Regions from separate parts of the Mus musculus genome. Here region 2 is linked to region 1. A link is a contact called in public Micro-C data. All regions are on one chromosome and are shown on one strand. The core of a region is the stretch at or near the end of the contact, and the rest is flanking DNA. Distances in the headings are between cores, read along the strand shown. Region 1 overlaps Tanc2 (tetratricopeptide repeat, ankyrin repeat and coiled-coil containing 2). Region 2 overlaps Tanc2 (tetratricopeptide repeat, ankyrin repeat and coiled-coil containing 2).

Region 1 (4,282 bases), core at 1,687-4,186:
TCTTTGAGATAAAGTCTTACTATGCAGCCTTGGCTAGCCTGAAATTGTAGACAACATGATCTCATATATAAAAAACTTTGAGTAGTGTTTTTATGCACTGGTAGCAAATATTCTAAATAAAAAAGGAATTAAAAAATCAATCTCATTTGTCATAGTTTCAAAAACAACAAATGAAATACCTAAGAATAAATTTTATAACTAAAGAAGTAAAGAAGCTCTACAATTAAAGCTATAAAGGAACTAAAAATGAAAGAGACTAAAAGGAACCCAAAATTGGAACGACATCCTGTGCTCATACACTATAAGACCTAATATTGCTAAAAATGTCCATGCTATTAAAAGTAACCTATAGCCCCATTGAACCCTTTTCAAAATTCTTCACAAAACACATTATATTACCTGACTTCAAAATACCCTATAAAACTGCAGTAATCAATACTACATGCTTTGGAATACAGTATTGATGTGGACACATCAGTCAAAGGAACAGAATAAAGACTGAATGAAAAACCGCACACTTTACAACCAACTCATTTTAGCACAAGTGCCAAGAACCCACAGCAGGGAGAGGAATCCTGCAGCAAGCGGCGCTGGGAAGCTGGACGTGCACCAGCAGAGAGAATACTCATCGCTCATCACATGTGGGAAACAAGTCAAGGTTCCCAACTAGGAAATCAGTTGAAAACAACCCTGAATACCACAAGAATGGAGAACTATTTGGATAAAACTTAAAAGTACAAGGGGACAAATAGATTGTATCAAACTCTTCCTGTCACTGGGAGCTTCTCCATTTCCAAGTAATCTTCTGAGAAAACCTCTTGTCATAGTGTGTAAGTCTTTCGTCTTCCTTTGTCAAAATGAGCTTTGATTACACTTTCTCTGCTTCACTGACTGATCTCCTAGTCAGATCAAGAGCCCAGGCTGGCCTCCCTTTACTTAATGACTGAGGATGGCTTTGAACTCCTGATCTTTTTGCCTCCCCCTCTCAAGTACTGGAATTTATAGGCATGTGTCTCCACATTAGCTTATGTAATAGGCTGTTTGGAGCAAGTGGTAACATCTGATTTATTTTTGATCATCCTATCTCTTCAGACAATGAACTGAGTGTCATGAACATAATGTTCAGTGTACCTCTGACTTATTATCCTTACATTTAGCTAGCTGCTGACTATCTTCAATCTCATCCCCACTTTGCCTTAATATTTACTAGACACTACTGAAGGACTATGCTTGGTCTGGTGATGAACAGGAGGTCTTCTTTCAGATAACACTGACGCTGCTTTTACTTTTTTAAAAAACTTAATAAGATCTATCATACTATGGGAAGTACTTATTATGTTTATTTTTTCCAACTAGAATGTAAGCTTCATGATGAGAGAATCTTTGTGTTGCTAACTGATAATAAGTGCTTTGAACGGTACCTGACACACAGTTCATTCTCAATGAATACCCACAAGATGACTGCATATTATATATTTTATATATGTATCTTTAACTTGAGTTTCAGGTATATAAACAATCAACAAGCAAATCAACATTGTTCTCATGGGGAAACTTTCAAGATAACCATAGCAATAATACCATCACCCTCTACAAAGACCAATGAGAGCCCCACAGGGACAAATATATTCCCATGTCATATGTCACTTACTTTGCAATTGTATTGGCAAATACTTTTGAGAGAAAGAATTATGTCAAGTTAAATTAGTAATATGTTTAATTAACACTAGTCAAATATATGAGATAATTACATAAATTCAAGTGAAATGAAACAAAAAACTCAAATCTGTAATGAAATTTTTTTATCATTAATGCTCCTTATTTTCTTTTTCTTTTTTTTTATTAAATTATTTTATTTATTTACATTCCAAAAGTTGTTACATTTCAACAGACCTTCCAGCTCTCCACCCCCACCTCTGATAGGGTACTCCCCCACTTGCCCACCTCACCACCACAAGCATCCCTCTTTTCTGGGGCTTCAAGTTTTCACAGGACTAAGTGCATACTCTCTCACTGAGACCATACAAGGCAGTCCTCTACTACACATGTGCTCAGGGCCACGAACCAGCCCATGAATGCTCCTTGGTTTTTGGATTAGTCCCTGGGAGCTCTGAGGGGTCCCTGTTAGCTGACACTGTTGTTCTTCCAATGGGGTTGCAATTCTCTTCAGCTCCTTCAGCCCTTCCTCTAACTCTTCCAAATTTTTAAGTAAAAGGAAAAAAAACTCTAAAGTCAATAAAGTCTGCTATTAAAAAGTCTTGTTTTCATTAGAGGAAGAGGGACTAGGAAAATGAGAAAAACATGTTAAAGTATATATTTTATTAGATTGAAATAGCTGAAGACTATATACTCATAAGGCATTTGACAAATAAAAGCATTTTTTAAAAAAGTGAATATAGTTTAAATATATCACATCTGATCAGAGGGAAAAAATGCAGCAAACATTTGGTAGAAAGCATTTCAGAAACAACCTGACTTTAGAAGCCCATTTAGTTCTTTCTTTTTATATCAGTTGCTACTAATGGAAACAGCTGATAGTAATATAGCCAACACTCTTGCTGTGACTCAACAGGGAGGATGGAAGGGCACTTCTGTTTCCTACTCTTGGGCAGAAAGTCACCTTTCCTATATTTATACAAATAAAGTCATTATTCTGACTGCTAATCAGAATAAATCCCCTTTTGACTTTCTATAAAATATGCATTATAGTTTCTAATTAGATTAATTTACATCCCCTTAGATTTCCAATCTGCATTTACCTGCTTTCTTTCCTTAGAAAATTGTGCTGCTCTAAGTACTAACAAGTGGATAGAGAGAAATTGTATTTTTAACGGAGTTTGTTTGTGTATTTTTCAACAGAACCCTATTTCCCACACAAAGCACGGACAACAGCTGCTGCAAACATTTCCTGCTTCCCACATACCTCCAAACCATTGCCAATCTCATTTCAAGCTACCAAAGATGACCATAGACAGCCGGCTGATAATTCCAGCTGTGCAACCACAAATCCACAAGTCTATTTCCTTCTAACACACAACCTTAAAAACAAACATACAATAGCAATTAAATTATCCATGTCATAAAACTCAGAGTTTAAAGTTTTCATGTTTAGAATTTTAATTTAAAGGTCTATTTAGAGAATAACTTCAGCTATAGACTGTCACAGTTACCCTCCATCTTTTTTTTTTTAATGGTTTTAGAGCTTTATTGTAGAAAGGTAGGGAAAAAGAGAGAAGGTAGAAACAAAGAGAGTGGCCAGCCATGGCCATGTGGAGATAGGGGGTTAGGGAGAGAGAGAAGGAGGGCTAGAGATGAGAGTAAGAAAGGTAAGAGCTTAAAGAGCCAGTTACCCTCAGTCTGAAGCCCTCTAAGCTACATTCTGAGTTCATCAAGCTGAAAATGTTTATGCTTCTAGTAAACAGTTCTATCCTTGGATGAAGATATCATTGCTTATAATTGGCACATTTATCATTTTATTTTAACTTAGCCATCATGTTTCTAAACTATATAGCTAAATCTATTTAACTGATATATTTATATTAATAATGCAGTTGATAAAAGACAGATGATCATTTAGGAACTTTAAAATTCTTTTTTGTTTGTTTTTCGAGACAGGGTTTCTCTGTATAGTCCTGGCTGTCCTGGAACTCACTCTGTAGACCAGGCTGGCCTCAAACTCAGAAATCCGCCTGCCTCTGCCTCCCGAGTGCTGGGATTAAAGGCATGCACCACCACGCCCAGCTTGGAACTTTATAATTCTATGTATATGTTAGGAGTAGGAATAAAAAGATTAGAAAAATTAAAATTATCCCCCTTTACACAACTGCATATGTGCTGACTCTGCTGTCCCTCCACATAAGTGTTAAAAACCTCGAACAGGGTCTTGGTCTCACAAAATAATTCTGTTTTTCATTTATTTCAAAGCTTCTTTGCTTTTTAAGACAAGGTCTTCTGTGGCACAGGCTGGCCTTAAACTCACTAGATGACTGAAGAGATGGCCTTGGTAATTGTTTCCACTGCCAAGCACTGGGACCACAGCCATCATGGGAGCCTAGGCAAAAGAAGGTAATTCTCTTCCCAAAAGAGGCAGAAATAGATGCCATAGCAAGACTCACGTTAGACATTATTTTGGCAGGATTTTAAAATCCCAGTCTGGTTGCAAACTGATCACTAAGCTGCATTAGTTTCCCAGTGCTGCTTTTACAGGTGCGAGTCAAGACACCCAGGAGTCAATGTGGCTTTTCACACTGTTGAATTATTTGATTGCTTCATATTAGTCATA
Region 2 (4,260 bases), core at 999-3,498, 100 kb before region 1:
ATGTACCCCAGGTTGGTTTGAACTCAGTGTTCCTTTTTAACTCCCCAATGCTGGGATTACAGGTGTATGCTACCATATCTAGCTGAAATGTGTTGTTTTAATTAAAAATAAATACATTCTGTGTGTATGGTGTCTGTATATGTGCAGATGTGTCCTCATGTAGGTGTACGTTGTCAGAGGTTGATACCAAGTGTCTTCCTTAGTTATTCTCTTTTGTGGTTTGAAAAAGATGATGTCTATAGGCTTATATATTTGAATGCTTAGTCATCAAGGAGTAGAGCTCTTTGACATTAGAAGGATTAGGAGGTGTGGTCTTGTTGGAGGAAGTGTGTCACTGGAGTAGGCTTAGAGGTTTCAAAAGCCCATGACAAGCTCAATCTCTTTCTGTTTGTGGTCAGGGTGTAGCTCTTGGCTACTGTTCTGTCTTCATCTTGCCAGCAGACTCCCTGGTGAGTTAACAGGCTTGCCCTCTGAAACTCTAAGCAAACCTCCCATTACATGTCTTCTTTTGTAAGACTCGCCATGGACATGGTGTGTCCACAGAACAGTGACTGAGACACACTCTCCATCTGATTCTTTTCTTTTCTTTTTCTTTTCTTTCCTGAGAAAGGGTCTCTCACTGAACTTAGAGCTAGACTGGAGGCCAGCAAGCTCCTAAATTTCACCTGTCTCTGCTTCCCTAGTGCTGGGATTACAGATGTATGCCATTGTGTTCAATTTCTTTTTTTAAATGTGGGTGGTAGGGATCTGAACACAGGTCCTATGTTTGTGGGTCAGAACTTTACCAATCTACCTCCTTAGCCCTTATGTTTTATAGCCCGGACAAAGGGTAGGAAAATAGAAGGAGTTATATTTTGTTAAAAAAAAACAAAAAACAAAAAACAAATTGGGACTAGATGTTTCCCCATCTCCCAAATTGACTTGGAAAACTGAGATAGCAGGGTGACAGAAGGCCCTTCCTTCATCACAGCCATATACTCTAATGACAAATCAAACACTATTAGGCAGATGTGCATATTTTGGTTTTCAAATGTTGGTCTCTAATCAAAGAAGCTAGTGAAATTCAAATCAAGTGGTCACTTATAATTTTTTCACTTAAGTGAAAAATTATAGAATTTTAAACATTTACATCAATTATTTGGTGTATATATAAACAAATGTGGACCAAGGACAACTTGCAGGGTTCAGTTCTCTACATGCATCCCAGAGACAGAACTCAGGTCATCAGGCAATCAGCAAGTGACCTATCACTGAGCCATCTGCATTTGCCTTTGGGTTTAGCTTAATTTATCTATAACTGGAGCCATATGTAAAAATGAAACTCCTTATAACTCTCTCTCTCTCTCTCTCTCTCTCTCTCTCTCTCTCTCTCTCTCACACACACACACACACACACACACACACACACACACACACACACACACACAGAGATTTCAAATAATGTTTTCCTGCCCTAAGGGTAAAATGGGTTCATAAGGGAAATTGTGGCAATTTTTGAAGATGTATTCAATTTTATTTTGCAATTCTTGTCATTAGTTTTTCTGCTTAATTTGTCATAGGAGGACAGTGTTGTTCTTTCTGCAGTGAATATATATGTATGCACTGAATGCAGTGGAAGTGTGTGTGTGTATACACACATATATACATACTTTCTCTCTCTCTCTCTCCCTCCCTCCCTCTCCCCCCCCCCACCTCCTTCTTGAGATAAGAGTCTCTCTTCATATCCCTGGCTGTCCTGGAACTCACTCTGTAGACCAGGTTGGTCTCAGACTCTTAGAGGTCTGCCTCTGCCTCCCCAGTGCACCCCCTTGTCTGAATTCCAAGTGCATATGTTTAACAGTTTAAAAGATTATTAAGCTTGCACAGGCATTTGAATACAAAAGTAGCTAAGAACTTAAGACATGCCTCAAATAAAACACTTTGAAAATTTCTAACTCCCATATTTTGTTTAAAGTACTAGGTTATAGGGTTGTGGCAAACTTCCAACTATGTACAGGCCAAGAACATTCTTTTTCTTAAAACAAAGCAAAACTGATAGCACTTTGAAGAAAACAGACTAGTACTTCAGAACCAAGCCTTTCACTAGTGATGCCAGTTCACAGAATGCATTATTCACAGACAGTGCTCGCCTGGAAAGTGGCACTGTCTACTTTAACAATTATTTTACTCTGGTTGGCCTCTTTCACTCTATTGAGTAATGCACTTTTAATATTCCACTTGGCGTTGTTCTGTTGTATAATCTCTGTTGTTTACGTTATGATGTCATCTGGCAGCAGTCTTCAGATGACAGCTAGACATGGTCATGAACACAGCTGCCCAGTTTCATCTCAGAACCATGCGACTATGTAGAATGCAGTCTGCACTGTTTAGGATCAAGACCAAGGAGTTGCTTTGGCTGGGATATTATAAGTCTTATCAAAAAGTGCTAGGAGTTCTTGAAAGAAAGGAATTAAGGTAAAGCCATGTCCATAAACCATAACAGGAGAGGAGAAGGAAAGGAGGAGAAGGAGAAGGAAAGGAGAAGGAGAGAAAATAAATCATTTCCTAAGAGATCTGAAACAGAACTTGTTTCCCTAGTTGGTCAGCACCTAGCAAAAATGGTTTGTGGTGTGTGTGTGTGTGTGTGTGTGTGAGAGAGAGAGAGACAGAGAGAGACAGAGACACAGAGAGAGAGAAAGTGTGAGTGTGTGACTGTGTGTGTGAATGTTTGTGTGTGTGTGTGAGAGTGAGACTCTGTGTGTGTGTTGTGTGTGTGTGTGTGTGTGTGTGCTTGAAGAGGCAGATAGGAAGTAGCTCAGAGATGAGGAAAGAGCTTGGATGGAATTTTGACACTAAATGACATTAAACAGAATACAGAAAAGCAAATGACTCTTTTATCTATTTCCATCTTGAAGAATTATAACATACAAGATCAATGGAGAAAGGTATTTAGAGAGACAAATGATTACTACATCTAAAACATTAGTTACACATTAATGGAGCTATTTATTTCATGCTGTCTATTCCAAAGTCATGGCTGACAAAGGAGAATGGGGTGGCGGAGGGCAATCTGGGTGGTATGAATGGAAGAGAAGCAAGGGTAAAAGGCAGGCTGGACAAAGGTGTGTAGACAAAGGTGTGTAGACAAAGGTGTGTAGAAAGGCACTGAGATGGGAAACAATGTACAGTTGCTGTTACTACAATTACCAGAGACGATAGCAAGAGTTGAGCCTGGAGATCATGACTGCTCTTGTGCTGTATGTAGTTCTGCTGGGTGGTTCTGGCACATACCTTTTAATCTCACACACACAGGAGGCAGAGGCAGGCAAATCTCTCAGTCTCAGACCAGCTTGGACTACAGAACAAGTTTCAAGACAGCCATTGCTGTTATACAGAGGAACACTGTCTAAAAAACAAAAACCAAACCAAACCAAAAAAAAAAAAAAAAAAAGAAAGAAAAAGAAAAGAAAAGAAAAACAAAGAATGTAGTTGTACAACTAGTAAACCATGGTTGGTAAGTAGAGAGGAGAGAGCAAGGAAGATCAGCAAGTAGACCTCTGCAATAATCTTGGCCAAAGATGACACAGGCACAAAGTATGGGAATCTTATTTTGTGGACTCTGCTTCTATAGTGGCTAGGGGCTCTAAGTGGTTGGCCCTGGTCTACGCCTGTACAGAGGGACTGTTGTATTGCTCCTTGTTGTTGTTGTTTTTGTTATTGTCTGGGACAGCCCCATGAGATAGAAGGGGAAATGTTTTGGTTGTGCAGTGGCATAAAAGATAATGGTTACAAGTCTCTCCTTTTTAATGGTGTTTGGATCTGATATAGCTAGGCATATGGTGCAGGCTCCCAAAAGAAGACAAAAGCACTGAGGATATTTTACGATCTGATTTTAGGAAATACGATGTGCAAATATTGTACCTTGTACTATTTTACTCTATTTTAAGATGTGTTTCACTGATTATAGATTCACTGCTCCCCTCTCTAAACATCTCTGAAACTGGGATGTGACTTAAGATTGCTGTAAAAGGACAGAGCTTGTGTTGGCGCACTGACAGAAACTTTGTTTCTTCTTGTTAGTGGTGCTTCAGCTTTGATTAGTTAGGTGGCATAGAGAGTTGTAAAACTGCGACCACTGTATTTTCCCTAGGTAAAGTTTCTGTTCTTTAGGTCAGGGTTGCAGATGAGACTTCACTTGCTCAAAAACAAACACATATCACACCTCTCCCACATGTTTAGAGGCAGACGCTGATGTCTTGGGTGTCCTCCTTCATCACTTTC

What was found. A called contact is a pair of places that touch in the nucleus more often than the background predicts.
Region 2: a contact with region 1 is called in a Micro-C map of muscle stem cells, with 4 times the contacts expected there. The contact joins two enhancer-like sites. A contact is called at or near these places in 3 of 484 Hi-C or Micro-C datasets (embryonic stem cells and muscle stem cells), 1 of 115 datasets of contacts at active chromatin or transcription factors (bone marrow-derived macrophages) and 2 of 9 other capture datasets (embryonic stem cells and pancreatic islet).

What each region holds. Positions count from the first base shown.
Region 1 is chr11:105,803,630-105,807,911 of GRCm38.p6, reverse strand. All of the region lies in intron 7 of Tanc2 (tetratricopeptide repeat, ankyrin repeat and coiled-coil containing 2), which reads right to left. Among named protein-coding and RNA genes, the nearest start is that of Cyb561, 140 kb to the left of the region's middle. Within about 2 kb of position 2,936, at least 3 of the 459 cell types and tissues checked have an H3K27ac peak or open chromatin away from gene starts, as enhancers often do. A contact at or near this core is called in muscle stem cells, where this site is marked.
Region 2 is chr11:105,903,714-105,907,973 of GRCm38.p6, reverse strand. All of the region lies in intron 18 of Tanc2 (tetratricopeptide repeat, ankyrin repeat and coiled-coil containing 2), which reads right to left. Among named protein-coding and RNA genes, the nearest start is that of Cyb561, 39 kb to the left of the region's middle. Within about 2 kb of position 2,248, at least 32 of the 459 cell types and tissues checked have an H3K27ac peak or open chromatin away from gene starts, as enhancers often do. A contact at or near this core is called in muscle stem cells, where this site is marked.